Linked DNA regions of Oryzias latipes: region 1 is linked to region 2. A link is a contact called in public Hi-C data. All regions are on one chromosome and are shown on one strand. Each heading gives the region's core, a stretch centred on a gene start, on an enhancer-like site or on the middle of the called end of the contact. The rest is flanking DNA. Distances are from core to core; before and after follow the strand shown. Region 1 holds the start of LOC101160095 (lysyl oxidase homolog 4-like). Region 2 holds the start of LOC101159377 (zinc finger matrin-type protein 4).

Region 1 (3,106 bases), core at 451-2,950, 160 kb before region 2:
CTCCTATAGACGTTGAAAGTAAGAGTTGTCTGAAAGCTTGGAGAGATGGCAGTGGGGCGAGCATGCAGGAGGAGGTGCTGTCATTTGAAAAGGCACTTGTTTATTGTTGGAGAGCATGTATTTATTTCATGCCTTCACAGATTGCGGGTAAGGGCAGAGCCGGCTTGGTCTGCGTAATTAGAGAGGTGGAGAGAGAACGCACTCCGCCGCAGAGACCTGCTCGGTTCAGACGGCCATGTGAGCTCAATGGGACGCACTTTCACTCACCCAGACCCCCCCTGAACCGCAATCAGGACCATTTCACATTTTAGTTTAATTAGCCCCAATTTAAGAAACTAAATCATCATAGAGGAGCAAAAATTACATTTATTTTTGGAATATCTGCATATCGGAATATATAAGTGAGCTTGCTTTCTTCTCCTTTTCTCTGTCGGCCTTGGCGATCCCTCTGATTTGGAGCTGATAATAGGGGCTCTGCTCTTCCTGTTCGGGTTTACCACTTAGGGAGGGACCACCACCTTACCACCCAGTCACACCATCTCTGGGTCGCACCAACATCTTTATTACAGCTTCAAAGGAGACACATGAGGACACATGAATGCAGACATGCAGTTAGTAATGTATAATTCGATTGCTTCCTGGAATGGAAATCTACATAGGTTTAATGTTTTTAATGGTCGTGGTGAACGTTTTAGGCTCCTATATCTGGCTTTTCATGCTTGTCATTATTCATGTCTGTGAACGCACCTTTTTAAAACGAGGTACCCGCCAAAGTTTACTTGAAAACAAAAATACACAACACCCTGAGGTCAGGAATGCACGTGCAGATAAATTTGTCCCAAGTCTTCCCAAAATGGCTGAAAGAATAAATAAACAACATTTAGGTAGAAATCTAAAAAAAACAACCAGGTTCTGTCAGGAACCTGCTGGGAAGACCAAAACATCTTTATTTCCTTTCATCCATTTCTCTTGAAATGATTTTGTACACCAACACGTAACATTCTCCCGAGCAGGGGTGGTAATATATATTCCCATCAGTTACATTTACCATGACTACTGCAAAGCTAAGCCTATTTTAGAACTGGTGGTTTGTGGCCGTCCCTCTAAGGAAATATCTACCCTGTGGTATAGGGAGCTTCTTTAAGACACTTGGAACTTGTAGTTTAAAACTATTCTGGACGCAAAGTCCTTCCTGTTGGTTACGTTCAAACACACACGTTCCCCCTAAAGTTGCATAAAGCTCCAAGGGGCACAGTTGTGCAACACATCTTTAGCCTATCAGGGGAGAGAGGCGTGAAGTAGCTTACTTTTGTGAGAATAAATGAATAAAAAAACACGTTTTAATTGAATGTGTTTCATAAGATTATGAATTTTTTGGGATTTTGGCTAAAACATTCCAAAATCAACTTAGAAATATAGTGGTCAAATTCTGAATAATAATCTTCAAAGATTTACAAGTATCAGCTTTTTTTTTTAAATGAACATTTCATCTATACTTAATTAAACATTAAACTATTCATGGAAAGCAACCTTTGGACTTTTTACACACAGTTTGATTATTATTTTTGTATCAAAAGTCACTTTAGCATTTCAACCAAACCTAAAGAAAGACACAAAGAGGAGGGAGGCAATGAAGGAGGCAGGGAGGGATAAATGGAGAAGGAGGGAAGAGGGGAGGATTGACTAAGAGTAGCTTTTAGACACGCTCCACGCAGTCATACTCCCTTTGCAACTGACGTTCACTTCTGCAATAATTGCTGCCTGACAGGTGAGGGAATTTTCACCTTGCTTACTTTTCTCAGACTTCAAATGTTTTTTGGGATTTCCTTTTATGCATTCAATCTATTCAGTTTCCTTCTGATTTAGATGAAATTATAAGAATAGCAGGTGTTTTTAGGGAGGAAGCAGGATGCTTGAGAAAAGTGGACATCCTTTCACTTCCAAAATACTTTTTTTGTTCTTTTTCTATATTATGCATAAAGACATTTATGTATAAATACTTGCATCTTCTATCATCTAATACAAAAAAGTATGTTTTTTCTTAGACTTACTGGTTTGTAGTAGGTTTTAACATGAAATGACAAACAAATATGTCAAATAACTGTTGTCCTCTAGCCTGTTGTAAGTTTTTTTAATTCACCTGTTGAAACATGCATTATATATTTTTGCTAGTTAGTTTGCTTTCAGGGATGTTTGTTCACTTATATTGCATCCCTGAAGTGTTACTGCTCTGTCTGTAATTAGATGCCTATGTTTGACAAGAGGGGAAAGAATGAAAGGGATGTGGTGTAGCTGCAGCACTGTCAGATCAAAGCCTCGACTGATGTCAAATTCCAACTCTCACTTTGGAGTATTGTCAACAGCTGAGTTATGGCAAACTCATTTCCAAACACATATTTAGAAGGAGACTGTTTCATTTTTGTCTAGATGATGGTTTATCATTAAAATCAAAACATCTTTAAGGTTTAAATATTTTATTAATTTTCTTGTTTGACTTAAATGATTATAAGTTCAAACAAGAAAAAAAAAGTCATATCTTTTTCTGCAGAACTTCCCTGCTCTACGATGACCCGCATCCTCTGCTTGGGCCTCTGCCTCCCCGTCCTCGTGCTGCTGTCCCTCACGTGCCCGGCACGTGCTGACCCTCCACGCGCCGTGTCCTCTCTGCGCAGGACGGCTCGCGCCCCAGCTGCAAAGGTGCGTTTAGCGGGCAATTTCGCGCATGAGCCGTACGAAGGGCGCGTGGAGGTGCTGCACAACAACACTTGGGGAACCGTCTGCGACGATGAAGTGGACATCAAGCTGGCTAATGTTGTCTGCCGAGAGCTGGGGTACCAGGGAGGTGTCACGTGGGCCCACAGCGCCAAGTTTGGGGAAGGGACAGGTGAGAGTATTATCTGTCTAAGACGCATGCGCCTTGCACTGGGGTGACCATGCACCCAAAAGTAGCAGTACATTTTACAAAAAACTACTTATATGTTTAAAGAAGTAAATGTAACTTGTTCCTACCCATTTCAACAAATTGTTTTTTTTTTAAATAAGATAATTAAAATTAAAATAAATAATTAAAAATAATTACCTGATGACTTGGCCAAAGTAGATGAAT
Region 2 (3,134 bases), core at 502-3,001:
AGTTCATCCAAGCCGTCAGTTAAAACAGAACCATTTCTCTTCCATTGTGTCTGTTTTTTGGATTGGATGGAAAGAAACATGCCTTGAATAATCTCTACATTGTGAATTGTCTTTTAACAGACCATCTTCCTTTCACCCTAAATCCTAATTACTTCAGCCAATAAGCCTTTCCTTCTGTCTCTTTTTTCTTTCTTTGTTTTCTCATGTTCATCACAGTAAATTTCATTGTTTTTAACAATTAGATTAGAACAGAAAATCAATATTTGTGGCTTTTATTTCAACATATAGAACTTTTCGTAGCTGTCCTTTGGATACCAAAGGTTTCCTGCAGAGGAAGACATTAAAACATGATTCATGACTGCAATGGATGGTCCATATTAGGGTAAAACCAACATCAGGTTAGATGTATGCCTCTAAAGCCACAAAAAAACACAGAAATCCTGTGATTGAATTTAAAAGATGAATTTAATTAGACGAAAAATGTTGACTGACAAATCAAATTAAAGACCAACTTCAATGAAAATTGTATTTTGGGTGTTATTAACATGGTTTTGTGGATTTTTCTCATGGTGGAGGACATTTAAAATAGAAATTAATCTTAAATTTTCATTTCTGAGAATGTATTCAAATTAATGTAGATATGCAACAATCAATGAACCCCAAAAGCTTAAAGCTTAGATGGAAGCTACAAGCTCCCTGCTTGCTCCATTCCGCTGCTTTCACCTGTAAACGATGACATCCATGTATGTCTTCGTTTTCCACGTTTGAGCTGGCATCTGACTCAAAACTGTACGGCTGGATAACTTCAATATTGCTCGCCATTTTTGTTGCACCGGTAATGTTAAGTCTGGGTTTGTAAGGCGCTAAAAACTAGCGGGAGTCTATGTAAACAAATGGATGATGGAAAATGGGAAATAGGGGGGCTTACTCTGCACCAACAGTTCTGCCTTCAATTCAAAGACAAATTACCAATGAACTTCTGCCACTCTGCAGAAACTGTGTCCTAGAAAATGACAGCTTTTTTTTTTTTTTTAATTTGGCTAAAAACGGCATAATCATAATTAAAAGACCACTGGGAACACTTAAAAACATCAAAAATGATCAGAGCGGGACAGTTACAAGGAGGTGTTGCACTTTTTGTCAAGATTTATATCACTTTAAATTTAAATGACTCAACAAAAACACAGACATCTATGTCACAACTAATAGGACATCTTTAACAAAGCAGTAGCAGCACTCTGACATAATTTATTGACTTTTAAGTTTTTCCTGAACTTCAGACAGAGCCAGTGACATGCCAAGAAACATAAGCCCACAGCAATGAAAGTGAGAAAAGCTAAATCTCTGGAGACTCTGTGCATCTTGGGGTGTATAGGACTTTTTCATTTTCACGAGATGTTACCGTAATAATAGTGGTTCCCTATTAAAATCTGACATCGAACTTCCCCCCTTTTAACAAGACGTGTCATCTGTGGAGTTGAGGCAGAACAGCTAAGGAGTAACAACCTCTTTCTGGTCTTCTCAACTCTGAGAACTCTTCAGCTTTGACTAAAGTCAGTGTCAATCCACGGTGGACATGTTCTGTTTGTGGGTTGTTTTCCTGCATGTGTGCAGAAAGTTACGTATTTTCACGTTTAAACTATGTCCTTCAGAGATTTATTTCACGTGAGGACCCCCCCGCACACTCCCTCATTTATCCCTACGAAGGATGCTCTCCTCCCCCCCCCCCCCCCCCCCCCCCCCCGCTCCATCCTCCCTCACGCAAGAATAGCTCACTTTGTGTCTGCTTTGGTTTTCCCTCCTCGGTGCCTTTCGCTCAGAGTTGAGCGGCTGACATATCAACAGAGAGCTCCGTCTTTGCCGCGACGCCACGGAGCGGAGGAGAAGCGGGAATCCGCGCCGGAGCGCAGCGCAGCGCCAGGTGAACGGAGCGGGCGCCGTTTACGCGCAGACTTTTAGCGGATTGTAACGAAACAGGTGCGTGGAAGGATTTTTGAGGACAGCAGTTGGCGGATGGTTGCTGGTGTCGTGGAGAGGAGTCTCTGCCTCTTCGAAAGGTGAGTGATGGACTCACAAACAGTGACTTTTATTCAATTGCTGACCTTGTTGAAAGTAGGTTATTTATTCCCCATGAAAACGGCTTCCAGAGTGCAGCAGCTGACTCCAATAACTCTTTGATTTCCATTTTGTTATTATTTATTGCGTGTCTTAGTTAAGTTGTCAGTGTAGGTTTCAACAATTTGCATGCAATTTACTTATTTATTTAATAGTTTGGCTGGCTGGGAACTGCTAAAAATTCATAAAATTACCTCAGTATTCAACATTTTAACCTCTTTTACTATTATGAAAGCAAATAAGTTTACTTTGGAGAACAGCTGGACTTTGCAAATGTGATTGAAATGCTGATCCTCTAAACATGAGTTGTTGTTTTCACTATAATGTTCAGAAACACACCACACGCAATGATGTTTTATCATGATTGAATCACTGGAGTTCTGATATGGTTTAAATGTGATGGGAAATGATGTCCTCATGATCTATATTTACCACGCCATAAATTGCTATGAAAATGATGGGCATCTGTCTATCCGCCATACCTGCTTTATGGGTTGTAGGCAGGAGCCTGTCCCAGCTGCCATGTGGCGAGACCCAGGATTCATCCTGAACAGGTTCCCTGGTTATCTCAATCTAATATGAGAAACATGCCAATTATAATGAAAAATGCATTTGGATGCATTCCGTGGGCTTCCTCCTGCTGGTGTCAATCAGTTTGGGAGTGAAGTTGGTCGGCCTCATCTGTGTGTCTGCTACAGGAGGGTTCCAGCTTAAGGTTTTTTTCAAAACCCTTCCCTGCCTGTCAAGCCGGACCGGCCCACTTATACAGTACCATCTTCTGCAAGATTCTATTAAGAATGTATCATATTGATCACACAATTTCATGTGATGGATTTATTGTACAGCTCTCATTTCACGCCTGAGACTTGAGCAGCTTTTTTTCTTGAAAAACTGCATTTTCTTCTTTACTGAAACTGTTCTGTTTTTCTTCATCTGAGCACCAATGGACCCGCTTTCCCTGTTTACATATGGTTATTGATTGCTAGTCAGCATGAGTGGTTGTCAGTCCTGTAAAGTGA

What was found. Hi-C and Micro-C count contacts between places; a contact is called where the count stands out from the background.
Region 1: a Hi-C map of embryo shows a contact between it and region 2, with 1.8 times the contacts expected there. The contact joins the promoter of LOC101160095 here to the promoter of LOC101159377 in region 2. A contact is called at or near these places in 2 of 5 Hi-C or Micro-C datasets (embryo and fibroblasts).

The regions. Positions count from the first base shown.
Region 1 is chr15:22,756,146-22,759,251 of ASM223467v1, reverse strand. It overlaps LOC101160095 (lysyl oxidase homolog 4-like), which reads left to right and starts at 1,700. Exons shown (of 15, transcript XM_004077381.4): 1 at 1,700-1,768; 2 at 2,549-2,884. The coding sequence starts at 2,566.
Region 2 is chr15:22,598,000-22,601,133 of ASM223467v1, reverse strand. LOC101159377 (zinc finger matrin-type protein 4) reads left to right here and starts at 1,751. Exons shown (of 6, transcript XM_023963350.1): 1 at 1,751-2,057.